2 separate regions of the Zea mays genome follow, and region 2 is linked to region 1. The links are chromatin contacts, called in public Hi-C maps. All regions are on one chromosome and are shown on one strand. The core of a region is the stretch at or near the end of the contact, and the rest is flanking DNA. Distances in the headings are between cores, read along the strand shown. Region 1 holds the start of LOC100217230. Region 2 holds the start of IDP351 (Seh1-like protein).

Region 1 (6,660 bases), core at 1,298-3,797:
TAGTGCTAATAAACATAAGAGTATGCTCCATATCATGATAAACCCAGTGGGCCTGATCAGCTGTGCATATTCTGTTGTAGCTGCAGTTGCTGCTGCTACACGCATGCAGTGCACTCCACAGGGACAAACAGTTTGGTTCTCTGCTCCAACAGCTACAGGTGCAGCCAATCAGGATGAATAGATTTGGACATTGCAGCCTGTATGGTTAACTCTAACGGTCATATTGCCAAAATATTATACATCAGTGTAATGGAAGCATTTTTCTAACAACTTTGCAAGTATAACGGTACCACTTTCGTGCAACGCTTGTAGATGAACAAGTAAAATTCAAGTTTGTAGCTATATTCTAGGTTAAGGACAAGGGTCTTGGGCTCTTGGCAAACACCACCTTTTTTTGTCTGAGGGAAATTTTAGCCCATACTTCAGGTTCATGTATAATAAGAAATAATACACCTAATAATGAGCAGTGGTAAAACATATAGGCTATTAATTAGGACTAAGTAATTAAAGGTATCAAAGATTATGAATGATACCAAATAAAGCAGAGCCCTCTACAGGTTCGAGAAGGAAGAAAATCCAGTATCAAGTTATCAACAATGTCCTGCAGAAACAGAGTCCGATTATCAGATAGAGAATTGGATTATATTAAGCACTGCAAAAAGCATAGCAGTCTTTATAAGATTCCAATTATCAGATAGAGAATTAAATCATATTAAGCATCAAACTTTTCTCAATCATGTATTAGTAGTAAACAAAAAGTGTCAAATTGGCTAACTTACTAGCCTTGTGAGTTGTGACACACAGCATAGAGGAAATAGCCCAACACAGAAGAAAATATGTAAGCTAATAAACTTTGAATACCAACCACAGCTAAGCACTAGAATACCAGACCCATTTTGTTCTACTTGATCAACTTTTTTTTATTTTCAATCTGATACATACATTAAGTTCTTTTCCACTCAAGTACCCTTGTTTCTACAGAAACAGAAAAATATGCCCTCGAAACAATTTAACACACTACACCTTAGCATTATATGCTGCTAGCTTGGGTATGATTATATGTTCCTCTTGTGTCTAGAACATTTTGTTGGTTAAAATATATGATACATGACAAGTTGCAAAAAAATGGCATCGCAAAGACTATATATCAAACTCGCTAAAGAAAACTAAGAATTGCGTAATAATTCAGACGATGTCAATTAATCAGGTACTAACCAGTGGATTATCCACGAAAATTAAGCAACTCCGCTAAACTTCCTAGCTTAAAAAACATACTCTAGACTGTAGTAGCACAAGATAAATACAGATTTACAGTAAGATTTATGAGAAAAACAGTACTGAACGTATATGCCCATTTGACTAAAATATCAGATTTCCAGTAAAAATGGAATGTACAGATACAAAATGCTCACGTTGTTATCCAATCTAGGCCTGGCCAGCAGGAGTACCGGCCGATAGTATTGTCACTGTGCTACGGCAGAAATATAACATTACGTAAAGCAAATTAGTAACCGAGCGAACGAGGAACACTCGACAAAATGACGGAGTAAAAACCTGAAAAGGCATTAAGATCGCCGTTCGAAAAATAAGGGTCCTCAAAACCGTTCGAAAAAAGAGGCCCTCGAATTTCATCAACCAGTTAACAAATGCGACCAAGCGAAGAGAGACGAATGTGACGTAAAACGGTAAAAGCCGACGAAATCAAATGGGTTAACGCGTCCGTCCTGTACCGGAGCAAGCAATCTGTAAACTAATCGACGACTAGAAAAGGAGCAGGCCAACAGATTGGATCGTGAGACCTCGTGTCGCCAAATTGGCCACCCAGAACAGACTTTACACAGAAGGGGCAATAAATAAGATCGCGTCACGCGGCAGGGAGGAGGTGGCATGCTAGAATAGAATCCCACCTTTTTATTGTATGGCCAATCGAACCAAGAAGAGTTGTACGAGTTCGTCCATCACAGATCACACGATGAAAAGGCTGAAAACAAAAGGCTCACCTCGCCCTTGCGGCGAGGAACAGACGGCGAGCGAAAGTAATTCCACGAATCAAACAAGAACCGGAAGAAAGGATCCCAAACGAAACGAGCTATGCACGCACGCACGCACGCACGCAGAGTCGAGGCCAGGCACAACCGACCGCAAACTCCTAAACCGCGCCGACCCAGCACCTCAACGGCGACCCAGAGAAGACACGCGTCAACAGCGCTGACAGGGCACGAACAACACGAGAGGGAATTGGACAGCCGACGCACCTGGACGACGACGAGAGAAGAGAGCTGCCCCTGCCCCTAGCCCCCCGGCACGATCCAAGTCGAGCGCCGACCGAGTCGCTAGGGTTTTTTTAGGCCGTTGCGCGCGAGAGAGGGTAGAGGAGATGAGAGACCCGTCGCCGCCGCGAACAGCGCCCACGGGCCACGGCTTTGTGGTAGGAGAGACGGCAGGGGAGGAGCGGTGGGAAGCGGAGCGCAGAGCAGAGGAGGAAACCAGAGAGAGAACGCAAGCGATGTGCTAAAAAAAGGAGATGGGGGGCAGCAAAATCGCTGAGGCCACCACCACACGCGGACACACCGCCCGCCGCTGCCCACCTAGTACACTTTTATCGGTAGTGTAGGACGCTGGACGCCAAAGGGGGGGAAAAGGCGATGTATCTGCACACTGCACATGCATCGGGTTGCCACCTGTCGTCCAGATGCAACCGTCGATCGTCTGTATACTGACATTAACCTGGATGGATTTAGTATATAATGCATCAATTTAATACCTGTAAAATTTATCCAACTAAATCATCTACACACTCATAATATTAACTAAATTTATCTACCAAACAAATTACAACAATATTTAATACACCATAAAAAACAACGGTGGCTAACTCCCTCTCCCTTACTCAAATCCAACGACAATATTATTTGTATCATGTCTCACCTCTCTCTTGATCCCGCCACCTCGAGCGTCTCCCTTCCCCTCCCCTCACTCGCGTCGCGGCGCTACTGTCATCATTAAACTCACCCTTCTCCGGGATCATAACGTTAGCATGTGCTATATGGTAGTATATAATTTGTAAGCCAATTGAAAGTTAAAATGGAGGAGAGAAACGAGCTATAAATTTACAGCTAGCTTAAACATAAATACCAAAATATTCTGCAAGACAGACAAATGAGGCATACATTAATAGTGAAGAGCTAACTACTACACATATAGACTAAGAGGTGGCTATAAAGATCCTTACAACCCACAGTTGTCCGTATTTCGAACCTCGCTCTGACAATTACGCATCCTGGGCTCCGGAGAGTGTGCACGTTGGGCAAGATTTATACTGGTTCGAGTAGAACATTCCTACTTCCAGACATCGATAGCTTACGCTATCGGCACCATTGACGATGAAAACTTGTAGTAGGGGTTTACAAGCGGGCGAGAGAGGGAGGAGAGGCTCCCAAGTCTCATTATCTAGGTGGATGTGAAGTTTAGAAGCTACATAATGGAGTCCTAACTAAGTCTTGGTTTGGTGGCGGAGCTCCGGTCTCTTGGTCCTCGTCGGCGCTCCTCCTTCTCCTGTTCGTATGGGGTTCGTCCTTATGGGTGCGTGTCCGGGTGAGCTCGGCTCTATCTGAAAATGTCATCTGGCTACCTTTGGAAGCGTCACCTTGCCTAGAGGCCAACCCTCCGTTTTATAGGCGTTTTATAGGCAGTGAGAGGGGTCGGTCGGCGGTGGCTTCCTTGCGAAGGAGTCATAAGGCAATGTTAGATCTAATGTTCTACCTAGGGTAAAGCCACATGTACTCGTGGTGCCCGGGATCGCCTAGCTAGTCTCGTATTTACCGTAGCGGATGGCGCGGGGCTGCGAGGGTCCCAAGCGCCATCATTTAGGCTACGTCGACCCCTGGCCTTTGTAGCCTGAGGCTCGGCGCGACCCGTCGTGTTGCGCCCTGCTAGAGGTCTACGCACTTTGGCCTAGTCCAATAGGCCATGAGTGCACCATAGGCCGAGGGGCGCGCGAATCATAAATGTGCCACAGTCCGGGGGGCTCAAAGGTCATGAGCGCTATGCGGTCCGAGGGGTTCGTAGGTCATGAGTGTGAAGCGAACCGAGGCCCGTGTTGTGGTTCGGTGCTAGACGTGGTTAATGCAGGCGGTTATTTACTGTAGGTTAGTCTGGGTCCGGACATGGGATCCACTTGAGTGGTTCCCTTCCGCCACGCCCGACCCCAGGCTCGGTGCTGCGAGGTTCGACTGAGGGACGAGTTCTTTCAGGATTGGCGCATCCACCTCTTTCAACTTACCAATGGGCCCTAGCGACCAGGGGCTCTGTCCTCAGAGCATGCTCTGACTGATTGTTCCCAGGGACCAAGGATCATTTCCCCAACAACAGCCGACTATATTATTAACTTTGCTCTTAGTAATAATATACAGGGACACAACTATAGAGGTGGTTCTTAGAGCATCTCCACCTCTAGAAATTGACTCCTAAAACCCAGCTTTTAGGGGCATCTAAAAATCACTGCGATACATTTAAACCCTTTCTCCAACATTTCCCTTAAAAGTAGATCAAAAATATTTTAAACTAGGTCACGTTAGTTTTTGGCCCTTGTTGATATTTTTCATGGTGTGTTTTCTTCTCTATAACCAAAATAGACATGAAAGGGCTTCTATGTTAGTGGTTAAGGGCTTTCGAGTAGCATCTCCAAGTATCGAGTTTGTTTCTCCTTGCAATCGATTTTTTCGGTCTGGTTAAAAAAAATTCCCTCGTTGTGTGCCTCATCCGCTCTTGGGTTGCGATGTCTTGTGCGCCACCCTCCAATTGGGCGTTACAAAATGGACCGTTGATGTCATCCCGTTAGTGATGAAAATCTAAGGTTCACAGATTTTCAAGTTTTTTTACAAAGTATATCAATGAAAAGATCTCACATATTACATGGATGCATATAAAAAACAAAATGATGAGCATGTCCTCTATCTGATTTTTTTCCAACTCTAAAGCCATGAGAGTTTTATTTGCATTTAATAACTTATATATATTTCTTCTGACATGACGATGTTTTACGAAGAGAGAAAAAATAAGTTTCGTGAAAATAAGACTCTCTCGGCACAATTATCAACTCTACGAGTCACAGAATTAAATGTATGTAAAGTCATGGAATAAAAGCTTTGCATCAAGAATAGATGTTTCATTCACATTTTATTTTATTCTATGTAACAAACTATCTTACAAATAATACCATGAAACTGTCACTGGGACTGGCCTACCTAACTATAACCTCGTATTTCAAAATGTCAATTCAGCATGCATGATTGCATATTCGTTCCTACATTCTGCCCACCCGATTTTCTGCTTTATATTGGGACTGTTCATTTTGTATTAATATCTATACCTATAAATATTTGAAACCGTATCTATACATCCAATAAAAATAAGTAGATAATAGCATACTATGTATACTGCGTAGTGCGTACTAAGTATATGATTTCATGGGTATCTATCCAGCGGCAGCGCGCGGAACATGACAAGCCGGCAGATCCATTGAACCTGCCCGCGTTTCCGTCTTGATCGTCACCCACCGTGGTTGCACCGGCACCGGCAGGCGGCAGCAGTGGCGTCACCCAGGCAGGCGCAGGATTCGGGGACGATGGCTGGGTGACGCTAGTACTTTATCCCTCCCGGAAAAAAAAAACAGGCCGTCGAGCAGCCGCGTGTGCCGAGGACAGCACAGCACAGCACACGGGCGCGCACGTTTCCCGCCGAGGGGCCCGATGCACTGGTGGGCCCACATATCAGACGGAAGACGGGGCACGGCAAGTGGCCACGGCGCGGCGCCAGCCAGGGGCCCGCCCGCCCGGGGCAGCGGCTCGCCACCGTCCGTGGTGCCCTGCCGCCCCCTGTCCTTTGATTTTGTTGTGTGGCCTTGTTGCACGTTTGTCCACTGTGCGCGCCGTGTCCCCGGGTGAGTGGACTGCACACGCCCCTCGTGCCTCGGCACGGCAGTCAGCACCGAAAATGCATCAGCACCGTACTCCCTCCGGTATCTATTATTTATGATTTAGAGCATGTACAATCGATAAATGTGTGAGAGGGTAAATGTAAAAAAAACTCAAGGCACTGTGTCTTAGTTCTATGCTTGAAACATAAAAATTAGCTGATTGATCAATTTAATTTATTAAATGTTCTGTTTGGAACGATGAATATAGTAAGACAAAAGTTTTAGACACATTGTATTATATTTTGTTTTAATTGTGCCTTATATTTGAAGTACCCTGCAGCAGTGTTGTGATCGTACATGCCCTTAGAACAACTTAGAATAATGACACGTTCTCCTAAATATAGCTTTAACTATTTTTTGTTAAAATATAAATAAACTCTTGATGTATTTATACTTTCTATAAAAGTACTTTAAAGATAAATGTACGCTCCTAAATATTAGGTTTTAAAATTAAATAACAAAATAGTTATTTGTAGTTAAAATTTTATAAGTTTAAATCAAATTTTATTCAAAATTATAAATAAAAGGACATCGGATGAAGTATATAAATGTCCACCTGTAAACAGTGTATATTTGGTTTTAACGGGAGGTTCGAAGCTCATTTTAGGAGTGCTTGCCACACATAAGGGCGTGTTCGGTTATTCCTGTCCCATATAGATTAGATGAGATTGGAAAAAAATATG
Region 2 (6,366 bases), core at 2,135-4,634, 170 kb after region 1:
CGTCGCTCAGTCTGTCCAAGCCAGCCTCAGGCAGATAAGACAAGGCGCCCGAAAACAGGCAGGGGACATGCACATTTAACGCATGTGCCCACCCACGCTGTGGCAGCGGAGCAAAGTGATGGACAAGACAACGATCACATCTGGCACAACAACATGATTACGTCTACACAACAGTGCGCGCACGCCGCCTGACACCCTCCGATGGGACGCCAAATACGACAAGCCGAGCGGACTGGCCTTCGGGTGCAACCTCTCCACCTCGCCCGAAGCAGGATCTAGCCCGCGGGCACAACCTCTCCGCCTCGCCCAACACGGGGTCCAGCCTTCGGGCAATTTCCCCGCTTCATCCGACGTCAAGTTCGGTCCTCGAGCGAATTCTCCGCCTCGCCCGAGCTCAGCCTCGGCCACCAACTATGCCATGAATCCCGTAGACGGTCACTCCACCCAGCTGTAGCGCACGTCAAGGGACGACTCGGCTAACACCTAGGGAAGACTTCCGCCTCAACCAAGCAGGGGCTCTGATCTCGACGAGTGCAATAGGGAATCTCGACGTCATCACGCGCTAGGACGATGACACACCCTATAAGCAACCTTTTGTCCCATACCCCGACGCTGTTACAACAACTACAACATGGGCAACCTCTCCCTCGGGCGTACGGACAACCTCTCGATCTCTGCCTCGGCTCCCTACGGGAAATCAGCAGGCACGAATCAACAACACAGTTCACCGTCACGTCAACTTGTAGACGCCAGGGCATCTCACCTCCTCATGCAACACTCGGCTTCACTACGGACACTCCCCTTCGTGTATAAATAAGGTAGTGGTCCTTCCAAGGGAGGGGATCAACATATACACAGACGAACGCTCACTCCTTCACTTTGTCTCAGTTATTGGCACTTGCCTCAATCATCTCTAGGGACTTGGGGACTTCCCCTCTCCCGCTGTGCTTGTAAACCCCTACTACAGGCACCACAGTGCGAGTAATATAAGTCTCATCCCCTCTGCTAAAAGTAGGGCCTTGTGTTGCCCGAACCAGGATAACTGCTTGTGTCTCCTCGCACACCATCTAGATTCGGCCACGCAACATATTTACTAGTTGGTTAAGTACCCATGGTCCAAACACCGACAACCAATTTCCAGCAAGATGAATGAGAATGATGTCTGGTTGATTGGGGAGGGGGAAATGACTCTTTTCATACTAGGAGATTCTACAAATATAGTTTTCAAGGCATTACCCCCACCCCTTTTCAAATGGATATGGAAATCCAAGGTGTGCAATAAAATCAAAATTTTCATTTGGTTGTTCAGGGACAGGCTCAACTCAAGAAATATGCTTAAGAGAATAAGCTATCCGGTGGAGGGAGGTGACTATTGATGTGTCATGCGCCATCTTTAGTGTGAATAAACAACTTATCATCTTTCCTTTCAGTGTCCTTTCAACAAAGTCTGCAGGGATTTCCTCGGGATCAGTTGGAATCACTTGGAGAGCTCCTTTCAGATGTTGCATGTCGCCCATGATTCATTTGGCTCTGCTTTCTGCATGGAAGTTTTCTATGTGGCTGTTTGGGAGATCTGGAAGGGAAGAAATGGGACAATTTTCAGAGGAGATGTTCCATCTTTCAACTATTGGAGGGAAAACTTTTTGAGCTCTCTTAAGCTAAATATGCTTAGAATGAACCACCTTTCTTCTGTCATTGTACATTCTTGGCTTTCTACTCTCTAGACTACTTGTATCATAACCCCCCTCCCACCCTTTTTCTTCTTTGTTATATGTGTACAATTCTCTTTTTGGTAATAAATCTCTGTTGTAGGAGTTTCCCCGTCAAAAACATGGATATGGTTAGGTGACACAAGCTACGGTGACCATGGCACAACTACAATATGCGAGGTTGTTGCTGGCGGTTCTAATGCCAATTGGATTTTACTCCATAAGTGCACAAAGACCGATTATAGCCATTCACCGTGAGTATTTCAGGTATCATATTTTCTACAGTGAAGCTTATAGGCTAGAGGCAAACTAACCAACTGAAACTTAAATTGAACTGTAAAGTTGGTAAATATACTCACTAGTAATTAAACGAGGGTGAATGTAATTCAAACTAGGTGTATGCAGAAGAAATAGAAAGGGACCATATGGTTGCCTAGGCGGACAACTAGGCGCAAAGAGCCAAAATTATACCTTTACTATGCTGTAAAGGATTATTCGTGATTTGCTTATTGATGATCAATTACAAGAAAGAACTTGCTTCGAGCGAAATTCCGTAGATTTCAAGGTTCCTAGGGGCGGATAGGTGGAACACCGAAGGGAAGCCAGCTATCAATTACATGCCTATTTGACAACGAGGTCGTGATACATAGACCACACTCTCAGTGTCACACATAGGGGCTACCAACCATAGCTGCATGGATAGGATGATACATTATGACAGTGTTCAAGTGGAGCTTAAACATTGAAACTCCTCCTGGATCAGAGGGTCAGAGGTAACTAGCATAGTAACCATGACTAGGTGTGGCTTATAACATCAACAAGCCAGATAAGACTTGATAATCAACAATCTAACACAATGCTAAGCCTTAGTTAAAGTGCTCCTATACTACCTCAACAATAACCAAGAAATAAAGGTAAAATAAAGTAATATTTGAATGTAATACTTAAAGTAAAACAAAGGTAGTGCTCACACTAGAACACAAGATAACTAGATTTCATTTAATAGTCATTGGTAAAAAAAAAAGATATATCTAAAGACCCCAAGAGAAATTTAGAACTTCCGAGACAAAGCTCGGACTCAACTCTAACTTCTAAGAACTATCTACACTACCTGGAAAGTAGGAATTGAAAAACATAGGAATAGAAAAAAATGTAGGAACAATATAGGAATGCATGTGTAAAACAGAGGAATGAAAAAATAATTTTGAGTGGAAGGTTGTTTAGTTGGGGCAAAGGATTGGAAAAAAAAGATATGACTGGATGCTTGTTTTCATGCATTTTGCATACGAAACAATGACAAATGATTCTTTCCTCTAAATTTCCTAAGGCTCAACCCTACAAACCAAAGGATGCTACAATAGTAATTTCTATGAAAATCAGAATCCTATTTTTCCTATAAAATTATTTTGATCCAAAGGAGCCTTGAAATAAAGAGAGGAAGTTTTCTAGAATCTATCTACTTTCAACTTTCTTATCCACAACTGAACACCCTCTCAGGATGAAAAAAAATTATGGGCATGTTTGGTTTCCTGCCTAACTTGCCATAATTTGCCTAACTTTTTCTGCCTAAGGTTAGTTCTTCAATTCGGACGACTAAACTTAGGTAAAGTGTGGCACAGTTAGCCACGAACCAAACAGGCCCATATATATATATCTCCTCATCTCATAGCATGGCTTGTTTGGTTTGAAGCCGGCCAAAGTTGCCTGGCCTGGCACAGATCTCAGGCGTTGGACTTTGAGTGCTTGGGCTAGGATTCCTTGCCAAACAGACCTGAGTGCATGACAGCGACAGCCTTCTGGGCTCACTCGCACGGTCGCACCCGAAACGCCGCAAATCCGGGCCCGCAGCCCGACCCAACTCAACTCAGGCAGACACTCGCCGCCGCCACGACGTCACTAGTAGAGCCGTAGAGGGCAAGAGGCGACGGAATGACGGAGCGGCAGGTGGCGGAGCTGGGTCCCGGGACGGCGTGCTGCGGCTGGAACCACTGTGGCCGCCGCCTCGCCGCTGGCGCCGTCGATGGCTCCGTCTCCGTCTATGACTCCCAGCCGCCACCCTCGTTCAAGTGGCAGGTCAGTTCCGCGTCGCTCCTCCGTGTCTCTCCCCTACCCCCTCCCCCCCGGCTGAAGACGACTTGCCCCGTTCTCAGTAGCTTTCGCTCGAGTTCATCTGCCCCCAGCGCATGCACAGTGCCTTCTGTTGCCCCGTGTGTGTTTAGAGCTTGTTGCTGCCTAGTATTACATTCTAGTACTTGCGTACGATGATGGGCAGGACTGTCATGGGCACATTGCGTGGGGGCGAATTACCAAATTCACTCTCTAGATTTCACAAATATTGTTCTTTCAGCAAAGCGTTTTCTGAGTGCGGAGGGAATCTGTCCATTGAGAGAATTTGAGTATCGTGAAGATTATATGCGGAGAAAGATAAATAAGTTCATAGGGTTTAGCATGTAGAAAGTGATGGATTCCTACTATCACAACGAATCAGCCGATTCTGTATTCACGTTGATTTTAGACGATTTTGACTGAAGTGATTTTCATATAAACGGGCTAAAAAACTAGGTGTTTGGCAGTCTACAGCAGCTTCTCGTGGCCAGAAGCTAAAAAAAGATGAAACAAACAGGGCCATAGACTAGTAAGTGTCCTTAAGTAGCAGTGCCGTGGGATGGTAATAATTCTCTCATGGCAATAATTCGAGTTCCTGACATTGAATTTGTGCTTGCTCTGAAAATTATGATGGATATGCAGCCTTGTGGGCATTGCACACAAGACTACTTGAAAACTGTTATCCAAAATCGGTTCCTTCTATGTTTACTGTGTTAATCTCAGTTGTTCTTTTGATTGTACAAACTGGTGTATTCTGGTGTATAACCTGGTTGGTGTTGGATCAGGCCCATGAGCAAGCCATTGTGAATGTCGTCTGGCTTCCTCCAGAGTATGGGGATGCTATAGCTTGTGTTTGTGCTGATGGGACACTGTCTTTGTGGGAGGAGGTTGCTGCTGGTCAGTTATTTCTATGCCTTTTAGGTTTGGTTTATGATGTTCTGTATCTGCAATTATCTTGTACTTTCATTTCACATGCTTTTGCTAGTTTTTATGTATTGGAATACTAAACAGTACCTTATGTTCATGTCAGAGAGCTTTGCGTTTTTTTGGTGGTGTGTATTAATATATTCAACAGTACCTTGTGTGCATTGACTCAGAAAAAATGTGAATCACTTAGCAATCTTTTAAATTTCTCTTTTTTCTTGCTGGTCTGGTGGTTACCTGGAGAACTCATTTTGACCACGAAAGCACCTTTTACCATGGAATATTTGGATATATAGACTAATTAACAACCTCTCTTGTAGAATGAATAACAAGAGTACAAGACTATTTTACTAGGATAGGATTGGACGATATACTGAACCTGACCTTTACTTCAAGTCCTGTCTGTATCTTGTGTTTCTCTAAATTGTACTACCTCTGTTCTCGAATATTTGTCGTCCGCTAGTTTATGTTGAACTAAACCGCGACAAATAAAAAAGAACGGAGGGAGTAATTTAGTTCTGCGATATTTGAACAAACCACCAACAGATATTTCTGTCCTTGTCTTTTAGTCACTCACTTTCAAGTTTTTTCTAAAGCTAAAAAATATGAGGCTTTATCATCCTTTGCTTGCACAAGTGCCTTTATGAGAAGTCAGTGTCACAGTCCTTCCCGGGAAGGCTGTCTAGGAGGCTGCTTTTGCTCCTGCCAGTGACGGCTAGGGCAGGGGGGAAGCGGTGCTGCTGCTTTGGAGACGCAGGGGCTAGGGTTTGAGCGGCAGCGTGGGCAGGACGACAGCACGTGCCTACGTGCGGTGTGGGAGGTGGCAGTGGCTAGAGAGGAGACCAAGGTTGAGAAGAGAGAGAGAGAGAGGTAGGGGAGAGTTGATGCTCTGTCTCTGCTTAAGATTGAAAGGTTACATCGCTCCTATATTTAGTCCCTAGAGGACTCGTACTCAAAGCAAATTAGAGGAGTCTTTATAGATTTGGATTTCTCCTTTCCTAGCAAACCAATCCTATTTCCTACACAAAACACAATCTTATTTCCTACACAAAACTCTATTCTATATACCTACTTTTATCCAAACTTCAAATATATTCCAGATTCTCCTAGCCGTAGGGGAATCGAGGAGCAGCAGTGGGTGGGCGCGCTACAGTACCTATGACACCACAGTGCCCACACGTATTGTTCATGCCGGGCCCTTTTGGCCTGTTTTAGGCCTAACATTGTCATGGTCCGCCACGGCTATGTAGGTCTGTGACATATCTCCCCCCTTCTCCGCACAACGCGTGCTCACACAATATTGTTTTTGAGTCGTTAATGTCGTCCAGGGGAAAAGCTCCTCCAAAGGCATCGCCTCGATGCTAATGATGAGATGGCCCAATGTGATCTCCACATAGATGATACCATTGCAAGTGCGGTTGATGATGAACTCGAAGTAGTGCTGGAGGTTGCCTATGTGGCTGGAGACGAGGAGTAGATGAGCCTTGTCTAGCATCCAACTGCGTCGTGTTTTGTTGAAGGTTAGGTGGATAGGATGTTGTAGCAGGTCGATGTAGACGTGTGGTTTGCTGTTGTCTGATGTTGGGGCAAACTCATTTTGGTAGATTGCCAATTTTTCCTTGGCATC

The links. Hi-C and Micro-C count contacts between places; a contact is called where the count stands out from the background.
Region 2: a contact with region 1 is called in a Hi-C map of ear, with 1.6 times the contacts expected there. The contact joins the promoter of IDP351 here to the promoter of LOC100217230 in region 1. A contact is called at or near these places in 2 of 25 Hi-C or Micro-C datasets (ear and leaf).

What each region holds. Positions count from the first base shown.
Region 1 is chr3:223,361,826-223,368,485 of Zm-B73-REFERENCE-NAM-5.0, forward strand. It overlaps LOC100217230, which reads right to left and starts at 2,548. Exons shown (of 3, transcript NM_001359565.1): 1 at 2,256-2,548; 2 at 534-601.
Region 2 is chr3:223,529,265-223,535,630 of Zm-B73-REFERENCE-NAM-5.0, forward strand. IDP351 (Seh1-like protein) reads left to right here and starts at 3,385. Exons shown (of 8, transcript NM_001157175.2): 1 at 3,385-3,782; 2 at 4,601-4,712. The coding sequence starts at 3,639.